2 separate regions of the Macaca mulatta genome follow, and region 2 is linked to region 1. Evidence: chromatin contacts called from public Hi-C data. All regions are on one chromosome and are shown on one strand. The core of a region is the stretch at or near the end of the contact, and the rest is flanking DNA. Distances in the headings are between cores, read along the strand shown.

Region 1 (7,543 bases), core at 1,335-3,834:
CACTCTGCTGCCCAGGCTGTAGTGCAGTGGCACGATATCCATCCACTGTAACGTCTGTCTGCTGGGTTCAAGCGATTCTCCTGCCTCAGCCTCCAGAGTATCTGGGATTACAGGTGCCTGCCACCACGTCTGGCTAAATTTTTTATTTTTAGTAGAGATGGGGTTTCACCATGATGGCCAGGCTGGTCTCAAACTCTTGGCCTCATTGATCTGTTAGTCTTGGCCTCCCAAAGTGCTGGGATTATGGGCATGAGCCATGGTGCCCAGCTGCAACTTTGTTACTTGCTAGATTGCAACGTGGTCAAGTCAGGGCATTTAGGCTATCAATCACTCGAATAATGTACATGTATGCATTAACTAATTTTTTATCACCCCCCTCTCCCTCTTACTCTCTCACCTTTCTGAGTATCCACTGTCCATCATTCCACTCTGTATGTCTACGTGTACACATTTTTAATACTCACTTATGAATGAGAATATACAATATTTGAAAAACATGCCTTCTAAACTAGGTATTGATGCAATAAAAACTTAGTTTCAAAGGTTTATTTTTCTTGGTGTATTCACTGTTGTAGAATTACCCTGTGGAAATAGCAGAGAGCTGCTTCTGGAATGTATCATGACATAAACTGATAAATTCAGCAAAGACATCTACCTGTCAACTGACTTTTATACTCCAATTACGTTATTTTGGTTTTATTTCTAAATATTATTAGACAATAATTAGAACTATTAAAGTATTAAGGCCCTGGTTTAATCCAGGGGACAGCAGAGCATAGTGGTAAATAGAACGAGCTCTGGGGTCAGACCGTTGGAGTTTGGGAAAATGACTTCTAGACAACTTTGAGCAAACTACTTAGCATCTCTATGTCTGGGCTTCCTCCATCTGGAGAATGGGGATGACAGTGGTACACATTTCATATGGTTGTTTTGAGGATTAAATGAGATAATACCTGTAAAGTGCTTAGAACAATGCCAGGTACATGGTAAGGCTTGGAGTTAGTTATTATAGAAGGGGCTCTATAATAAATGTTTAATTGAAAAAAATCAACAGATCCATCTGCGGGTGGAAGTTAACCACTCTTACCCCAAAATGGAAACCTCTTGCTATTGGAATAATTTTCCAGAATAAAATATATTAAAGAAAACGATGAAATACAGGCATTAAATGTTATCACATAACCATCCATAAATTCTGGGTTTCCACAAAGCAGTTCTTCCCAATCATAATTAAGGGTTTGAAAGTCAAATGATTTAAGTGCTAGTTTTAATTACCTCTTGGTGAACTTTAGTGTGTTAGAATTGTCACAACTTTCCTTGAGGATTACTCTGAAGCCAGGCAATACAGTGGGAAATTATTAACTCCTACTTTGGTAGAGCAATTATCTGCATTACAAGGTTTATGCAATTAGCTGTTTAAGATGTCATTATATTTTGCCATCTGGTACACAGGAGTTTATGCATATGAACAGGCACGTGTTGAAGTGATTTTCACTATATGACTTGTTCTCAACCCAAGACATCGCTCTAATGAGGGGAAGTTGCCGTGCACTGTACATTAGTGGCAGGTGCACACTATCAAGCTTCATTTTCATCGAAGACCTTCATTTTTCCATTTTAAAGTATTCTGCACAAGTGCTGGAAAATTAATGAGTCGTTCGCAATTGAACAACGCCTGCAGACGCGTTCCTTAGCAGTTAGGCGGGGGCACGGCTTCAGGTAGGGGGCCACTCCTCCTCACCCGGACGGCTGCAAGGTACCCTCATTCTGTGCAAAGCCAGGGCGCGATCCACTGCAGTAAACCTCCCCTCGCGAAGAAGGAAGCGGGGCTCGCTGTTGCATCCCAGGCCGAGCGCCATAGGGGAGAGGGCGCCGCAGCGAGTCCCCAGATCCCAGCCCGGCCTCGACGCCAGGGCTCTCCCGGAGCGTGCGTCCTTGCCAGAAGCGCATTAAAACGGCGCCCTCTGGTGTCGGCTCGCGGCGGCCGGGTAAAAGCAGAGGCGCTGGGGACCGAGTTCAACTCGCCACCCTGTTCGCAAACCGAAAGATCCCCAAGTCTAGAAAGTGCCTTGCCGCTCTGCTGACGCTGTGTCCGCGGCCCCGCTGTCGCGCAGAGCTGGGCTGCGATCAGAAAGCTCGGCTACCCTGGCCCCAGATAGTGGCTCCCGGGGGAACCAGTGTGGAGGGCGAGGAGAGCCCTGGCCTTCGAAGGCAGGAAGGACGGAACCCCTAAGCCACGACCGCAGCGGGGCGCAGGGACGGCCGGGCTCCAGCCACCGAGGCCCGAACTCGACCTGTACTGCCCGGCTGCAGGCCGCGAAGGAGCCCCGGGTAATGGGGGCGGCAGGAAGGAGAGGCGCGCAGGGTTTTCCGGGCCTCCCCCAGCCCCGGGCTCTCATCTGGGCTTTGTGGGTTGGTGGTGTCTGAATCGCCGACGGGCCGAACCGTGCCGGGAAGGCGCGCGGCCCGGCGCGGGCATCTGGCCGAGGCCGCGCCGCGCTGCCATTGAAATGTGACACTGATGAACGAGCTAAGCCCGCGGCTTTCCTTGGGAGAGTTGGGAGTCGCCAGCCGCGAGATCTGCGACTCTCAGGTTCCCTGGGAAACGTTCTCCCCGCACCCCACCCTGCCTCCACCTTCGGCACTATTGCAACCCTCTCCCATTTCCCCCCAACACACACACACACACACACACACACACACACACACACACACCCCTCACGCGTTTTCCAGGAAGACGGAGTGGTGGCGGGAAAGAACAATCTGACCACGGGGAAGTTTGAGTTGGTTGGGGCTGAGTCAATTAAGTCGCCCCTTGAGCCTTTTGTTTTAGGGCTCTGATTGCAACGGCGCCTTTCGCCTTTTATATTTGGGCCTTGTGGGTGACAGTAAGGGGACAGAGGAAGGGGACGGAGCACGTGGAACCTGGCCCCTTTTGGGATGTTTCTGCACCAGCTTTTGTTGGGGGAGAGGGTGGGAAGGGAAGCAGGGAGAGTGGGTACCTTACAAGCAACCAGCAAGGATTTCTGGAGAGACAACAACGTGCGGAGCACTGAATCAGGCACCAGCAGCGTTTACTGAGAATGAAAATAGGATCTTGCAAGCTGATTAGCGAGAGAAAAATTCAAAAAAGGGACAAATTGGTTTGATTAAGTATCCAAATAGATGCAGCAAGGCTGAGTAAACAAATCAAGGATGGGTATTGGAATTGGCCAGTGGAGTCTCAGAGCATCTGTGTGTGGGCATCTCCGTGAGTCCATTGCAGTTCAGAGGTTGTTCTAGTAAGCTCAGCCTAGAAAACAGATACTAAAGTTTGAGATGACGTTGTCAAAAAAAAAAGAGTCAATCATTCGCGTTGGAAGATAAAGTTGGACAAGTAAATCAAGCCCAGACTGAGAAGGCTGAGGGGCCCAGAATCTAAAGGATAATCTACTGGCTTTGGGGCCAGACTAGCACAGAAGCAGCCCTATCCAAGCCTCTTACAAATTGTAACTATGAGTCTCTGTTTCCCTCCGTGAAATGGGGATAATTATGCCTTGGTATTGTGAGGATTACACAGGGTTAAAGGAGACAATGTCCTTGGGCCTAAATACATTTGGTATTAATATAACCCCTCCTTCTCTTTCAACCATTTCAAAATCGTTCCCATCATCCCTATGCTCTGGGCATCTTCAGGAGTTCTTCAAATAAATATGTGACTATGCTCATCTTGTTTATGTTCAGTCAGCTCTGTTGCCTCGGACACTCAGCAGTCCATGTTATACTAATATCTTTTGGAGCATCTAAATTATTTGAAAACACTGAGTTTTTACTACAAGCTTCTGGCAATTGACTTTCTGAGTAACCGGCCCATGAGACTGCTCCATTTAATGTCAATCATAAGTAATATGAGTTTATTAGACTCTCACCAGTGGCCCTAACTGAACACTCCATCCCCCATGATCAAGAGCAGCAATTCAGCTTCTTAAGCAAATTTTATTCCTGTCTGTTGTAAAAAGTCATTTCATTGTAATAAGTATCTGCTTTCCCAGAGCTAAAACTACACAGAACAGCCTGTGCCCTGCAATTGACTCAGGGAGATACCCACATTCAAAAGTACTGAGACTGGGACTTGGGAAGGTCAATGCGCTGATTCAACAAGGTGATATGAAGAACACTAATAAGTTTCAAAGTGACCTATAGTTCTGGCACGGTGGCTCACACTTGTAATCCCAGCACTTTGGGAGGCCAAGGCAGGTGAATCACCTGAGGTCAGAAGTTCGAGACTAACCTGGCCAACATGGTGAAATCCCGTCTCTACCAAAAATACAAAAATTAGCCAGGCATGGTGGTGCATGCCTGTAATCCCAGCTACTCGGGAGGCTGAGTGAGGCAGGATAATTGCTTGAACCCAGGAGGCGGAGGTTGCTGTGAGCTGAGATCACACCACTGCACTCCAGCCTGGGTGACAGAGCAAGACTCTGTGTCAAAATAAATAAATAAATAAATAACCAAAGTGACCTGTCGACTGGATCACAGCTCTGCCCTTTATTTACTAAAAAGAGCCCTGGATTGCTCATTGTTGGGAAATGGTACCAAAAAGAAGTAGCTAAAGTTTCCAGAAATATACCTATCCAGTCCACACTCTTACACCAACCAATGTGTGTTTCCATGACATGGAAGCACAATTACGAATCAGAGAATAAAACAGGTATCTCCAAAATACGCTGCTGTCTCATAGATGCGTACATATTGCAACTTGTGTAAAATGAGGCCATAGGCTGTCATTCCTACCTGCCCTAAAGTCTGTTCTCAAGTCGCCCTAGCTATATGAAGATGACGAAATGAGGAACATTGAAATTCTTGAATGAAGGTAGTAATTTCAGGAAGGAAATTTATCAGCTCAATGCTTGAGCTAGGGCATACGTTCTTTGAACATTATCCTCATGATTTTATTATAACAGAACTAAGGCATGAACTTGAAAAACGGGAGAATGGGAGAAAATTTTACCCTAAAACTAATAATGTAAGTGTTGGGAGAAATACTCTTGTATTTCTCCATATTTCTGCTAGCACCTAGAACAGTATAGAATACACAAAATACGTTCCACTAATATGTGTTGGTTTCAACTGGTTTTTCTTCACAAAGCCCTCTTATCTAATTACCAACTGGTCCCCAGAAGCTAACAATCTAACCACCTGACCTTACATTTGATAACTTTATAGTGTTAGTTACACGGTAGGGTTTTCCTGCTAACGAATCCTCTGTGGCATCTGTTTCAAAATGAAAATCTATTATATTATTAGAAACACTCTCAGTGTAAAGAAACCGGAGATGAATTGCCAAAGTCTGAGCTCACGATAATGCATGGGCAAGCAGAAGCATCATGGCTGGACCCAGTGGGAGAAAGAAGACGGAATGCACACCTTTACATCCAATGCCCAACTCAAACCCTTCTATCAGTAACTCCACACCTTTTGATGAGTTCAGTTGTTCTGGGGGATGGAAAGGAGGTTTCTGGTTAGGAATGATGAATGGGTTGGTTTGCTACTTAGGTAAGTAAGAAGAAGGGGAGCTAATGAGTAATTGTTGCACAATGACAAAACAACAGTCCTGAAAGGAGTATAATTTGCTTCCCTGAACAATCCAGTCCTTTCATCATAAAATGTTCCTATTACATGGACGCAGACCAGTAAAAACATTTGCTGTACAAAAACACCTATTGTAAATAATTTCCATAACCAGATCAACAAAGCACTATGACTATAGTTTAAATGCCAGGGTTTGACAATAGCTAGATTATACTAAACTTTTCATTGTAATGTATTCACTAAAATGACATTTGGTTGGTTTGGTCATAAAATATAAATTATTCATATTTATAAAATTACAAATTCACTCGTTCTTTGGTTTCTTCCAATGCACCCCTGCTCCCTTCTTCCATCATCAACATTTTCCTAGGAAACATTTAATCTACAATTAACTGAGGCTGAAAGCACTATCTGTTACCACATCTTCAGCGTAGCAAAACTACCGAGGCAGCCACCCTTCTGCCTGATCTTTCTTGATAACTTTTTTAAGTACCCTAAAGCCAGTTGGTGTGTTCTCAAATTGTAATGCAGTGGAAGACACCTGGGTGTGTTCTGGGAGATCTGGGCTCTCCATAACCTGGCTCTGCCACTTCTCTATGAAACTTTAAGTGACTCGCTTGATCTCCCTGAACCTCTGTTCCTCTTCTGTGATGACAGAAGTTAGTCCTATTTCACAAAGGTGTTGTGAGAATTCTATGATACCTGATATTTAAAATTCCTAATCTAGTAATCTAGCACGGAGTAGGTACTTAAAGGGAGATTAATGTTAAAGTTAGATTCTGACTGGACATGTTAGCTTGAGTCTTCAGTACCAGCTACTCAGGAGACTGAGGGAGGAGGATCCCTTGAGACCAGGAGTTTAAGGCTACAAGTATGCTATCACTGCATCTGTGAACAGCCACTGCACTCCAGCCTGGGCAACATAGCGAGACCACAACTCCAAAAGAAAAAAAAAAAAGTAGATTCTGAAATATCGATCTAGGGCTCCTAGAGTTAAAAAAAAAAAAAATTTTTTTTAAATTAAAATTTTTTTAAAGACAGAGAGTGACCCTGTCTTTAAATAAATAAATAAATAAATAAAAAGGGATAATGTATACCATATGAGATTGTGAAAAAAATTTTTTTTTTTACTCTAGAATCTGGCTCTGTCACCCAGGCTAGAGTGCAGTGGCACAATGATGGCTCACTGCAACCTCCACCGCCTGGGTTCAAGCAATTCTTCTGCTTCAGCCTCCCAAGTAGCTGAGATTACAGTGCCTGGCACCACACCCAGCTAATTTTTGTATTTCAGTAGAGACAGGGTTTCACCATGTTGGCCAGGCAGGTCTCGAACTCCTGACCTCAGGTGATCCACCCACCTCGGCCTCCCAAAGTGATGGGATTACAGGCGTGAGTCACTGCGCCCTGCCAAAAAATATTTTTAAAAGCAGAAAAAATATATAGCAACTATGGCTTGCATCCCCATGTCTTTGTTTCCTCATCTTTAAAATTGGGATAATGGGCCAGACGCAGTGGCTCATGCCCGTAATCCCAGCACTTTGGGAGGCCAAGGCAGGAGGATCCCTTGAGCCCAGGAGTTTGAGGCTGCAGTGAGCTATGATTGTGCCACTGCACCCCAGCCTGGGTGACAGAGAGTGACCCTGTCTTTAAATAAATAAATAAATAAATAAATAGGGATAATGTATACCATATGAGATTGTGAAAATTAAATGATAATTAACAAATCATTTAATAGAGGCAAATGATAATAAAAATAGTAAATAGTAATAGTAAGTCATCCACAAATATAAGATGTTGTTTGGTTTTTTGGTTTGTTTTGTTGTTGTTGTTTTTGAGACAGGTCTAGCTTGTCGCCCAGGCTGGAGTGCAGTGGTGCCATTTCAGCTCAATGCAACCTTAGCCTCCCAGGCTCAAGCCATCCCTCTGTCTTGACGGTCGAAGTAGCTAGGATTACAGGCACGGGCCACCATTC
Region 2 (7,543 bases), core at 1,279-3,778, 180 kb before region 1:
CTTAGAGAACAATGATAAAGTTAAATGCACCTAATTGTTCTGGATTTAAAATACTATTATCCAATAATATTTATCATTTTTTTGTTCAAACTATGCGCCCTCTCCTGCAAAATCTTCCCGGCTATTCTATCATTCACAGAGAGAAATCTGGAATCCAGCTTACCTTGTGCTCCATTCATTCATAAATAATGGGCATGCATAGGGTGTTCTGAGGCTCAAACATGCAGCGACTCAGACAAGAAACAGCTCCAACTTCAGAGGTTGCTGCAGGATAAACTCAGAAATTGTAAAGCTGTGGACCCACAAGTTCAAGATGTCCACGTGCCTGTATGTCCTGGGAGAAAGCGGAGGAGACCCTAAAACAAGGAAATTTTGTTTTGTCTGCTTGTCAGAGGCAAGTAGGAATGGATGAAGTAGAATCAGAGGTTGGTTGATTCAAAGACAGAATGCTACTTCGTTTCTTTTCTTCTTCTTTTTTTTTTTTCCTCCTTTTTTGTTTGGTTGATGATATTTTACATTTTACATAGAATTTCCAACTTTTTTCCTTATCTTTCTCTAAATGATAAACTCAAGAAAGACTAAATAATTTTAATGATGCTGCAGTTACACATGGCAATAAATGTTTTCATTGGCAAGCACAGGGCAAGTTTCTGGTAGTAGGTCCATTTGTATTTGTTAGACACAAGCTAACAACATTTCCTGCGCTACTGCAGACTCTTCTTCTGAAAAGACAGGTGACACCAAGGTAATAAAGTATACAAAGATACTTCCTAAGAGTGACGGCAATGTTTACATTTGATAATAATTCTGGCTACCACCTCTCACCCCAATATTATTAGAAGAAATCCCATGACAATAAAGAATGAGAAAGGGAAAAAAATGCCATATTTGTTGTATTTGTGGTTCATTCCTAGAAGCAGCCTGTGCATCATGCTTTAAATTAGAAATATTTTTGGTGCAACAGGATAAAATTTGCCTTAATACAGTTATTTTTGTCAAAAAAGCGTGCTAAATGGTTAAAATAATACCTACTAAAGAAGAGATCAGAAATAGGAAAGCAAAATGCACCAAATTTACCTCTTTGGAACTTAAAATATGCTCTAAACAAGTTTATCTAAATATTATTCAGTCAAAAACATGACCAGAACAAAAAATCCACTGGAAAATTAGGCAGTAAACGCACAACTTTTTAAATAATCACAGTTCGATAGCCCTGAGAAATAGTGATGGACAGATTCTCCCATACTTTGGAGTACCTATATTGAAGGCCCATACCAGAGAAAACTGTAGGTTCTTGGAAATCAAAGGATCGCTTATATTCAGAAAAAAAGAGGATGCATTTGGTGCACATCCACAAAAATTAGGACGTGTTTGGTACCCTGATAAAGGTATTTCTGCAGTTCCTAATGTTACACAATTTGAAAGAATATAACGAATACAAGTCATTCTCTCTGCTTCTTTCTCCTTCTTAGTCCTAAGTAAAATGACTTGAAATGCAGCAATTGTCTGGACTTTTTCTCACTTTAAAAAAAAAAATTATTTTTACAAACATTCTTATTGGTAGGTCCATGTTGCGGTCTACTTTTCCATACTAAAGACAGGATGTGTGGTTAAAAACCCCTGTGAAGAAGATGGCTAGGTTACAGTAAGGAAATCAGAAGTGACTTTCTCTGATTAAGGAAGAGCTCATGTCAAGTTTAGCCTGAATTGTGCTAATCCGAATTGATAATGACTGATTGCTTTGTTTACAAAGAATGGAAAAGTCCAAAATTAATTTATTTAAAAAGACACCAAAAAATATCAGTGGTGCCTAGCCCAGCATAGGTTAGAACTTGTAAAATATCAGTAACGTATTTATTTACTCACATAAAAACATACATCTAAACACAATGCCAGCCAAACCAAAAATCAAGAGACTTGAATGCTGCCATCTCTCGTTTATCTTCCTTCATGACTAAATTAACTAATGAGTTAATTTTTAAAAAATAAAGTAAGGAAAGAGAAATATTTTTTCCTGGAAATTTTTTTTAACTCCTTGGAAAACCTGTTCAGTTGTTCCCAGATTTAGTTTGAGACTTTTCCAACAGAGATGTGTAAGACAGCAAAACTGAACTAAACATTTTTTTAAATGCACAGCTCACGTTCTTGAGAAAAGTGGCTGTGAAAAACAGATACTGAATCAGACTTAAAGTCGAAGAAGGGGGGGTGAATAGGGGGGAAAAAGCCCAAAACATTGCATGATAGTCTCTAAGCAGTTCCATCTGTCAAGCAGAAATTTTAGGCTAATAGCCTGTGGCGATCTCCCTCCGCAGTCCACTACCTGCCTTTGTCCTATTAAATCTCTTTATTCTCCTTAAAAAAAAAAAAAAAAAAAAAAAAAAAAGAGGGGGGGGATTGGTTGTTGGAAGGAAAGGAAAAACCCTGCAGACCAAAATCATCTGAGTGATGAAGCCCTAATTTTAACCACCTCCCTTTGATGTGTAGCAGTGGGCTCTTGTTTTTTAAAAAGGAGAGAGGAGAAGACAGTGCTAGGAGCAGAAGACTTTTCATCTCCACTTCACCTTGCCACTGGGTCTGTGAGAGATTGGTTCATTGTCAAGGAGATTTTTTTTTTACCCATGATTCCATATGGTATGGACCGGACTACATGTTGCCCCACATGCCACTGCAAATGTTTTCTCAATTAGGTGTCTTATCTCCCGTGAGTTAGCATCAGATGAAGCTTGCTGACAGCGTAATGGCAGGGAAAGCTTCCGACGGCTCCATCAAATGGCAGCTCTGCTACGACATCTCGGCCAGAACTTGGTGGATGGTGAGTTGGCAGCCGGGGCTGCTTTTTTTTTTTTTTTTTTTTTTTTTTTTTCCTTTTCTACTTTCCCTCCCTCTTTGACAAAATGTCCCAGACCTCACATTCATCAAACTCACATTTGATTTTTTTCACACTATTCAGTGAGGCAGCCTCACACTGCTGCCTCTTGCCATCCTCTCTCTGCCACTCTGCGACTTGAGTTTTCAGGAATGCCTCCCCTCGTTTTCCATGGGACAGTATTTGGGGTTTTCTTTTTTTTTTTGTTTTTAATTCTTTTTTAAAGAGTATCAGTTGTAAGGTGGAGGTGGATATTTTAGCCAAGTCAGTCTTGGGGGAAAAAATGAGGCATTGGTCCCGGCCCTCAGGTTTTGCCCCCTCTCTCCAGTTTCACATCCCCCTTACTTTTGTTTTCAGGGACTGTGGGGTGTATAGTTTTCTCTGGCTGTGGTATTTTCTGAGGACGCGTGTTGGGCACTGGGGAGAAGCAAGCCCTGAGTGAATGCCAGTCCTGGCCAATTAATTGGATTGCCTAAAGTCACCTGTGAGAGAACTCTGGGTCCCCACTCCCTATTTTCCATCAGGGGACCCACAGCTCCCATCTAACTTTTCTCCGTTTAAATATCAGAGCAGGTTTTCCGTCTCTTAGGCACTCTAGCTCTGAGTGGAAAAGACCCGCACACACTATCTTTTAGTTACTCTGGATACAAATAAAGTTTTAATAAAGTTCTGCCACGCAGCAGCAGAATGAGTTAACTCACATGTCATGGTCCACCAGGACAGACAACCTTTGACATCTTGGATCTATAAGAGGTAGAGTGAGTTGGGAGGATGCACAATAGCTCATTGTCACAGGAGATGCAAGTCCCGTGAGGAAGAGAGTCCTCAAATCATTACTGCCCTCGTTAGGGTGGTGTCCGTTAAGGATTAATTTGTCAGCAGTGCATTTCTAGTTTTCCGTAATTATTATTCTTGCGGCAAGCGTGAATTCTTCCAGGGAGTGGAAAAAAAGTTTGCTGCCAGGACAATGAATGTATTATCCGTTCCTAACTGGACCGTGAACTTCAGCTCATTTCACATAGATATCAGTTTAAGAAAAAAAGAGAGAGAGAGAGAGGGAGAGATGTTGAAGGGGGAGACTGGCGAATGGAATTACAAAACAGGGCATGGTCAGTTTCATTGTAGGATCTGCAGAAAGAGTTCTCTTTTCCCCTTCCTGGACCAATGGTGGTATCATTTTGGCAAGTTGTAGGAATTTGGAGGACTGAGAGACTGCTAAAAGTGAGCTACCACAGGATTCCATCCGGCTGCTTCTTGGGATGCAGTATGTCCATCCTAAGGACTCTTGAGTTAAAGTGGTTGTGGGTATGTGTGTACATGTGTATTTTAACTTGTAATTCTTAACTAGACATTAGAAACTTTATCAGGAATTTCAGGACAATGTTACATGCAGCTTTTGGCTAATTAGACTAACAGTAGACTATCCACTTCGACCCTGAACTTTTGTTCAGGGCACTTATTTTCCCATTAGAGTTTTTGCCAGCAAGAACAAGGTTTACTTGTATATGCTATGATGTTGCCTATTGCTTCACTTTACACAGCTTGTTAAACATTAGAAATGAATATACTGATTGGTTTAGCAATCATTTTCTAAGTTGTAAGCTTTAAAAAAAACCTGCGCGCTGATGTCATATTTTGGGTGAAACATTCTACTTCCTTGTATTTCAAGAGCTCATAGATTTTATAGACTGTTACTTTTTATGGCAAATTGTGTCATCTCTTTTTTTTTTTTTCTTGCAAAGATCACCAAATGCTTCTCTTCTTTTAACTTGGAAAACTGTAATTTCTTTTTTGTAAAGTTTACTTGGAAGTTGCTTTTCATTTAAAATTATTTTACAGATGTTTTACCGCCGGGAATATAATATATAAAAGTGGTGGAAACATTTAGCAATGCAGCTGCCTAAAAATAAACAATGTTGAAAGCTCACATGCTGCTGTTTAGGCTGCATACTACAGGGAAGTTTCTCTCAACTTCAGGGCTTCTAGATCTTTGCTTTGAAAAGGGGTGAGAAATCAGAGCACTCTCTAAAGAAGTTATACAAGTTATCATAGGGAATAAATCAATTTGTTGCTTTCCCTCAAAGTGACCACATACCATGGCATTTCAGATCCGTCAGTTACAAATAATTCTAATGTAAATTTCCCATTATTGATGGGAAATTGAAGACTTTGATGAAGGAGGAGGGAACTAATTAAAATAATACAAATTTCACGTTTTCTCTTAGATCTCTTTCCTTGAATAACACGCTCTCCCTCTCCCTCCATTCACCCACCTCGCTATCCCAAACAATTTCCCCAGCTGAAAGAAAAATTTAAACTTCCCTCTGGCTGATATAGTTCTTTAACCAAAGGATAGTACAAGATCGGAGTTTCACACTAAAGGCAAATAAAGCTTTAAAATTACCTCATGCGTCATCTGGCTGCACAGACTCCGGGCTCATAGTGGGAACCTCCGGCTTGGTCCTCCCAGCATACAAAGGCAACTCAGTGAATGCCCCCTCCGCCCGTGGAGACACGGCCTCAGCTGCCAGCGACGGGATATGCAATTTTGCTTTTTAATGAATCGTAAACAATTTGTATGGCAAATGAGTTTGTTTGTTTTAGTTTGGGGGCATATGTTGTACCAGGTTGTAGACAGTCACTACCTACTCCAGAATTTTAGGTGGGAATGGGTAGAGCTCTGGATGATTTTTATTTTTCTAAATAATAAAGACACACTAGGATGAAAGAAACTGGTTAATAAAAGACTGAGAATAACAACCTCTCTTCTCCTTCCCTCTCTCTTTTCCTCTCTCTCCCCACCCCCCTCATAACTCCCTCAGGCTTACAGTAGGGCTTTAGCTACACTTTTTGATAACTAACTGGAAATAATTGGTTGACTCGATTAATTTTTAATTTTTTTAGGTATAAATTTTAACTTTGTCTTTAAAAGACTACTTTTGTTTAAGAAACAGTTATTTTAAAATATGAAATACTGAGAAGGGCCATCTCTGTCCTCTATCACTTTTTTTGGTTGAAGCTAAGGTTGCCTTGAGGGACATGGGATATAAGAATGGTATCATTTTTTATATCGAAATGGAGCAAGAAAGGGGTCTTGCTATTGAAAAGTCAAATAAAAACGTTTATTCAAACCCACAGAGTTGTAAACAACTTAGAAGTTAACAAGCAACCAGGTTTCGAGCATGTACATTTTAACAGTAATTACCTTTGGCGCTGCCACTTATGAGAAACCTTTTGATATCTGAGCCACTTCTCTAATGCTTTAATCATGCAAATCAAGAAATAGATATTACGTATCAACTTAATCTAGCTGTGTTGTGACATCGCTGGTAGAAACTCTCCCATAGAAAACTAAAGAACCCTCATGAAATTTTCCTCAGCTCCAAATGAAATGGAGGCACCCTACAAGCATGTATTTGCTTCAAAATATAATTCTGTCCAGCAGAATTATCTCCATTCTACCCATATGGCATAAAGTGAAGGCAGAATGAACATTCTCCTCTTCGTAATGATAACAATGTGTTATGGAACTATTTTTATGTGAATTACAAAATGCACTTGTCTTGCTTCTGCCCTCCAATTTAAAAACTCATAGTGACTGTGAAATGAAGGCAACTAAATTATCCTACAGCCCCCTCACCCAATGCTAGGTCCTGAAGCACTTATTTTGGGAGCATTCTTTAAAAAATTTGACACACACTTTTAAAATCAAGAACTGTCTGTCACTTACTCAAACTTGTACAACTCAAACTTTGCATACCAGGAAAACACTTGAGCAAAAAGAATATGCTGTGCCTTGTAGTATAAATGCCTACTTTTTAAAGTATATATGTAAAAAAATAGCAAGATATTTCTATGAAATACTGCCTTACTATGTTCAACAATTAAAAAAAAAAAAAAAAAAAACTCAACTCCAGCCTACTTCCCAAATGATTGGCAGCTTTAACTACTGCAAACACAAAATTAAGAACTCATATTTCATGGAAATCTTTTGTTGTTGTTAAGATGTGTTGGATTCACATATTATGTTGTATTTACCATTTCAGTTTTCAATATTCTCAGCTGAAAAACTCTTCTTAATGATTGTTTGTTGTAATTCTTTGAAGATATTGCATAATGGAGATTTGTCTATAAATTTGCACTTATGCCTTTATGATAAACTAGGAAATTGCTACAATGTCTATAAATAAAAAGACTCAAAATTAGGAGATTCAATAAATTATAAAGCATATCATATTCTCAGCACTCAGCATATTTTTAAAGAGTCCATGGTAAACATATTTATACACTTTCTATTTAATGCATTTGCAAACTCTATTTTTAAGTATTTTCACAGATATTTTGCAGATATTTGCAGTACAGTGGCTCCACCTGAGCTTATTTCTAAATGCACAATTTTATTTTTATCGACCATTATAAATATATGTAAGTATATTCATATCTAAGAATATGCATTAACTTACAAGATTTCTATACACTCCAATATTATTTTCTCACAGTATAAGCAGATTGCAAGCAAAATCTGAATGGGGTAGGTTTTTTTTCTCTCTCACATATATTAACAAGTTATCCTTATCATTTTCTTTTAGGTTAGCCTTGTACAACATCTTTTAAAGTACCACTTACTATTTTTAGGGAGAAGTAAATACATTGAACTATGTTCCTACTTTTTTCTTT

Evidence for each region. A called contact is a pair of places that touch in the nucleus more often than the background predicts.
Region 2: a contact with region 1 is called in a Hi-C map of fetal cortical plate, with 3 times the contacts expected there. The contact joins the promoter of NFIA here to the enhancer-like site in region 1. A contact is called at or near these places in 3 of 14 Hi-C or Micro-C datasets (fetal cortex germinal zone, fetal cortical plate and liver).

What each region holds. Positions count from the first base shown.
Region 1 is chr1:179,607,667-179,615,209 of T2T-MMU8v2.0, reverse strand. All of the region lies in intron 1 of NFIA (nuclear factor I A), which reads left to right. Among named protein-coding and RNA genes, the nearest start is that of NFIA, 180 kb to the left of the region's middle. Within about 2 kb of position 2,584, at least 15 of the 40 cell types and tissues checked have an H3K27ac peak or open chromatin away from gene starts, as enhancers often do. A contact at or near this core is called in fetal cortical plate, where this site is marked.
Region 2 is chr1:179,788,490-179,796,032 of T2T-MMU8v2.0, reverse strand. It overlaps NFIA (nuclear factor I A), which reads left to right and starts at 2,528. Exons shown (of 11, transcript XM_077955239.1): 1 at 2,528-2,812. The coding sequence starts at 2,717. LOC144333114 (a long non-coding RNA gene) reads right to left here and starts at 5,352. Exons shown (of 6, transcript XR_013401497.1): 1 at 5,271-5,352; 2 at 164-356.